2 separate regions of the Mus musculus genome follow, and region 2 is linked to region 1. The links are chromatin contacts, called in public HiChIP or PLAC-seq maps. All regions are on one chromosome and are shown on one strand. The core of a region is the stretch at or near the end of the contact, and the rest is flanking DNA. Distances in the headings are between cores, read along the strand shown. Region 1 overlaps Synpo2 (synaptopodin 2). Region 2 overlaps Sec24d (Sec24 related gene family, member D (S. cerevisiae)).

Region 1 (2,700 bases), core at 70-2,569:
TCAGAAAGTTGTTGTTAACTGTAGAAGTGACCTTTAAGGAGACATTGGGTCCTGGCCACTTCCTTTCTGTCCTTCTTGCTTTCTGGTGGATAATTTGCTGGGTCACGAAATTCAATGTGCTTTGCTTACCTTCACTGGATTCTTTAAAACTATGGATCACAATAAACATTTTTCTTTAAAAGTTGCTATTTCAGTCACAGTCTCGGAAAGCTGACTAACTAACATGGGAGGTGAGCTGGAGAGGGACCCAGGAGGATGAGGGGGGTTCCCTGGGCAGCAGCCTACCTAGAGTTCTTGTGGTCTCTGGTTGAGCAGGGGATGTTTATGGAGTTGAAGGGCTGGAACACAGCAACAAAGAGGGGAGAGGGAGACTGGGGATAGGATGTGCAGGCACCCAGAGATTGAGGGATGTCTGCTGGTGGGTGGCCTATCTGGCCTTCTAGAGGCCACTATGGCTTGTGGTCTGGCAGGGGACCTCTACCAGAGTTGGGACCTGGGATATGGTGATAAGAAGGGGAGGGACAGTTGGAGGTAAGGTGGGTGGTGTGAGCATTGTGAGTGGGTGATACACTTCCTCCAACAAAGTCATATCTACCTCAACAAGGACATACCTCCTAATAGGACCACTCCCTAATGACCAAGCATTCAAATCTACAAACCTGAGAGGGCCATTCCTATGCCAACCACAACAGGAAGAAATGACCTTTCATGTTTGGTCAGTGTCTGGGTTTACCGAAAAAAAAAACTGCTGCAGTCACAGAACACAGAGAGCTTGCAGTGAGCAAAGGAGAGAAGCATGTGGGAGCTAAGCTATGAGTAGTTGGCTCTTCAGATTTTCTAGCAGTTAAAGCAAAGTTTAAAAGAGGTGCATCATCAAATGATACAATAAAACACAGGCTCCCTGAGAGGCTGTCATAAAATATAAAAGCTATAAATTATGATTTACACAGTCCAGGAGTCTTTGCCTTAGCAGAGGCAGGAGACTGCCAATACCTTACAGTACATGGACAGCTCCGCTCGTCCGGAACATTTATCCGCAGGCAGCCACCATGCCTCTGCCCACTGTGGAGCTTACTTTACAATCTCAACCCTGAAACATCATCAGGTTACCCCTTTAGCTCCTGATTTGTCTTATTTGGATTTCTGAGGGGCACCAGGGGGGAGCCAAGACTGTCTTCCCTCTAGTCTCTTTCTGGAACTTTCCTTTTCTCAGGAAATTAATCCCCTCAGTCTGATTGATAGCATACTGTTGTTGGTACAGCATGCACCACCTCCTCTGGATGTCAGAAAGTGTTGGGCAGAGAAACAAGATGAAGTTCCTGCTACCCTTGTGTGTTCCTTAATAGAGCTTGCTCAACACCAAGCTATTCAGAGTGATGGACACAGTGTATTAGGGCTACTTTTAGTGATGCTCTAGAGCTTATGTTTTCTAAGGATATGGTTTTATCTGTATTGAAAAGGTTCAACCGTGCATATATTTGGGAAAGGAAGGTGTTCATGTCCGACAGATGAACGTGATGATGACGACTTACTATATAGATCGAATTCTTTTTAGCTTTAGCTTTGCTATTGACTTGGGGTGGGGGCTTTTAGGTGTTCTTCCAACTGCACTGACCTAGAAATATGAAGGTCCACTATCTCCACCCTTCTAATGTGCTATGGTAACCTTGAGCTTATCCAGGGAAGAAGAGGAGGAGGCTTGTCTTGCCAAGCGTCCAGGATCTGTAGAGGCCGGTGTGCTCCCATGACAGCAGGTTGGCTAGGCAACCTGGAGTGCGCTTGCAAACAAGCCTGGATGTTCTTGCCTGGTTGGCTGCCATTCCCTAAGAAGGCAAGTAGGTACGATAAATTGGACAGTAATGGCTGATGTGCTAACCTTTGAGAAGTGTTGGTATTTTACGGCCAGGGGTTTGTTTGGACAGGACTACTTATCTCCTGAAGGGATTTGTGCACTAATTAGTCAGAGGCAAACTTAAAAAAATATTAGGAACCATTATCTGTGATCACACTTAGGAAATAAGAGGCCTTCCACTAAAGTCAAAAGCATTGATCTTTGAGAAAGCTTGCCAACATGCATTAAATTTTGTGTGGGAAGAAGTACATTTTAAATAGGCCCCACTAAACTAAACCAAATCAAAACAAAACAAGAAACCCTTCAAGCAAGAAACAAACAGATGGCCAAGACCTTATTAGGCTGCTACTTTAATCCTTGAAACCCCACACCAGCTCCAGTGGCAGATGCTGCTTACACCGTTTCTTGAGAAAAAAAATGAGACACTTCATAGCAAGCCAGACCCACACAGATATAAAATATGCATTTTAACCCTCTTTTCTTTGTTTCTTTTAAATTAAGTGTCTGCTGATGGAGATTAAACTATTTATTAGAATACACTTACACACTAGGGTCTTACACCTAATTATCTCAAGATACTGTGAGGCAATGTCTGTGTTACATATTTACATTCATATATAACTATTATGGTAAATCCTAAACAAATACAGATAGATAAAAAGGAGTTTCAGAAACTGGCTTGTAGCTGACCTTCTTACCTTATATACCCATCATATTAGAGCCTTACAATGTTACAGTAAGTACATTTTTTCTGATATAAATGTTTTATTTTTCTGTGTTTTTTTTTAGTTGCTATTGATGTGCACGAGTGTGTGTGTGTGTGTGTGTGTGTATGTGTCTGTGTGTGT
Region 2 (2,700 bases), core at 141-2,640, 130 kb before region 1:
ATGGTCTTGGCACGGGTGGCGGGAGAAAGGTAGTGTTACCATTGTTTCTATCCAGAACAACTTTATATCTCTAAAAGGCACTTAGCACATGAAAAACTGTCTCTAATGGGGGTGGGGGGAGGCAGTTAGAGCTGGACAGTATGAACTGTACTGGGGTTTCTGAAGACAAACTTCTCAGTTACTGCAAAATGTTCTCATAAAAAAAAAAATGATCTAGAGGAGAGGAAATCTCCTATCTTCCAGGACACCAGAATACAGTTATGAACTAGTTGTTAAAAACCGAGAGGCATTTCTAAGCATCTAGGAATTTGCTTCAAACCTACACATGGATGTACACAATAATGTTTGTACATAAACCTTTCATCTGAAAGACATAAGCTGGCCGGAGTTTGCTCTTCTTAGCCAGTAGCAATAAAAAATGATCCAGGAACCAGAGGGGGCGGGAAGATGCAGGCACCAAACAAAAAGACAGAGAACAAAGTGACTAGAGAGACGGGAAGAGTATGGAAGACAGCAGCCAATGGCCCTGCCCGGGTTACTGCTTCTGCTCTTTACCTCCGGGACCAGAGGACACCTTCTGAAGCCCTAATAAGGAGGAGTTCTGAAGTTTGCCTTTGCTGTGGCCAGATTCTACTTTTTCATCCGTTTGTCTCCAAAGACTTCAAAGACTACAATACATTCTCAGAAATACTTCAGAAACAAATACGACACAATTATTTGCTAGACAAGCCAGTGGGAACAGAATATAATTTGCCTTTCCTTTCGGTATTACGATTTGCCCAAAGGCAGACCTTGCCTAAAATGTCTGGGAACTATCACCGATTACCATGTAAACATTCCAGTCCTGGCAGATCTGAACTCACAGAACGAAGCATGGATGCCTAGCAAGTCAAGTCAGAACTTTATCTCGCAATTAAGAACACTTAGGCTTCCCTGTGCTCCGTCTTTCGGAAAGCAGACGGTGATATCGGGAAGGTCTTCAGACAACCGGGGTGGCAGCAAAGAATGTTAAAAGCTTTTTAACTGTTTATGTTTTATTTGGGGGGCGACAGAGGAGGGTTTTTAAATGGCACAGTCTTGTTTAATCTCTCAGGTTGTGTTGAAAACCATCAAGATTTATTCTCCCTCCGTGTGTCCATTTGTTGGCTCCATGGTAGTATGCATAAGCTCGGAAAGAGTTAAGCTGCCTTTTCTTCTATGTTTAATTTTAGTGTGTGCAGAAATGTGTGTGTGTGCATGTGTGCATGTGTGCACGTGTGTGTGTGTGTGTGTGTGTATGAAATTCCTCCTTCTCCAGAGCCAGCTAAGCTGCTTGCTTTCCTTAGCCAGGGCTTTGCACCACACCTTCCCCAGCAGTGTCTTCTAAGAACGCTTTTACCTTTGGCCTCTATTCCACTCCTGCTCACTCTCCCCCCCACCTTTTCTATTATTAGTTCTGCTGCCATGTCGCATGAGTTTATCAGCATGTAAGTGACAGGGTCACGGAAGGTCAAGGACTAGGATGAACTTGTCTCTCCTGTTTTAGGGCTATCAAGGGTGTGGAATAGTCTATTGATACTATTTTTATTAAAATGTCTTCATTGAACAAAATGTATCCTTTTTGTGTACGTAAAATTACCGCTCAGAGTTGGCCAACAGGGTCCTATAGACTGTGCAAACATTGCAGGCTATTGCCAGGTCTACTGGCTACTCTCCACCGACTGATGGTTAGACCCTATTGCTAAAGAAACTAATATCAAATATGTAGAAATCGCACTGGTGCTAAGTAGAAGTTTCACTCCTAGAATTCATAGTTACTCTCTGCATGCTAGTTGGGGAGAAAAGTAATCGTTAATGTTGCCTAGCTACCAACCCTAGGACCTACAATAGCAATCAGCCTACTAGCACAATAGTAGCAGAAACTTTATGCACATCACTGAGCACTTTTTGCTTGAATGTTAGGCCTAATCCAGGAGATAGAACCCATACCTGATACTGCTAAGGTGGCCAGGAACCTGACACTAGATAGGTCATGGGCCTACAGGAAAACCTACTGCTTGTTATAAAGGGACACAGCAACAAAATGACTCCTGATAACACACTGCTTTACCCACACATCAGAACACTGCTCAGCCCTCATCAGAGAAGCCTCTTCGTGCAGTAGATGGGAACTGTTAACACAGAGACCTACAACTGGACACTGTGCAAAGACTAAGGAGACGCGGGGGCACTCAGCCACCCCCACACAGATATGAGATCTCCATCAACCCCTCCTTCTAGGCTCACGCATCTCTGTGGAAGAGGAGGTGGGAAGATTGTGAGAGCCAAAGGTGATGGATGATGGCCAGGAAAACAGCTTTTTGTTGTTGCTATTGTTATTATTGTTGTTTTGTTTTGTTTTTCAGACACAACAGGATGGATGCACCTCTGAGTTCACAGAGCCCGTGGCAGCACACAAGACCTGCGCAGGTTCAAACCAGACACAATCTCAGCTCTGAGAAGGGGAAGTGGACACGAGACCCCACCCCTAAGAAGCGGTCTATAACTGGTATCTGCGAGTAAAGAAAGAAAAAAATCGTTTTCTCCAGTGGAGTGTCTCTAATTCTATCAACCACGTTTCAGGGCAGGCTCCGTGCCCAGGAACAGCAGGCCAACAGAAAACGAATTCTGTGTTTTTGATGTGTGCACTTTGTGTTTTAGTAATTTTTTTGTGTTATTGGT

The links. HiChIP or PLAC-seq counts read pairs in DNA pulled down with a chosen protein or histone mark.
Region 2: a contact with region 1 is called in an H3K27ac HiChIP or PLAC-seq map of heart atrium, with 7 read pairs. The contact joins two enhancer-like sites. A contact is called at or near these places in 49 of 484 Hi-C or Micro-C datasets (8-cell embryo, the AML12 cell line, B cells and 33 more), 22 of 115 datasets of contacts at active chromatin or transcription factors (CD4 single positive thymocytes, CD8 T cells, bone marrow-derived macrophages and 13 more) and 4 of 9 other capture datasets (adipose tissue, embryonic stem cells, liver and 1 more).

What each region holds. Positions count from the first base shown.
Region 1 is chr3:123,189,565-123,192,264 of GRCm38.p6, reverse strand. The region is part of intron 1 of Synpo2 (synaptopodin 2); the gene reads left to right. Among named protein-coding and RNA genes, the nearest start is that of Synpo2, 45 kb to the left of the region's middle. Within about 2 kb of position 1,319, at least 10 of the 459 cell types and tissues checked have an H3K27ac peak or open chromatin away from gene starts, as enhancers often do. A contact at or near this core is called in heart atrium and uterus, where this site is marked.
Region 2 is chr3:123,323,216-123,325,915 of GRCm38.p6, reverse strand. All of the region lies in intron 8 of Sec24d (Sec24 related gene family, member D (S. cerevisiae)), which reads right to left. Among named protein-coding and RNA genes, the nearest start is that of Sec24d, 57 kb to the right of the region's middle. Within about 2 kb of position 1,390, at least 15 of the 459 cell types and tissues checked have an H3K27ac peak or open chromatin away from gene starts, as enhancers often do. A contact at or near this core is called in heart atrium and uterus, where this site is marked.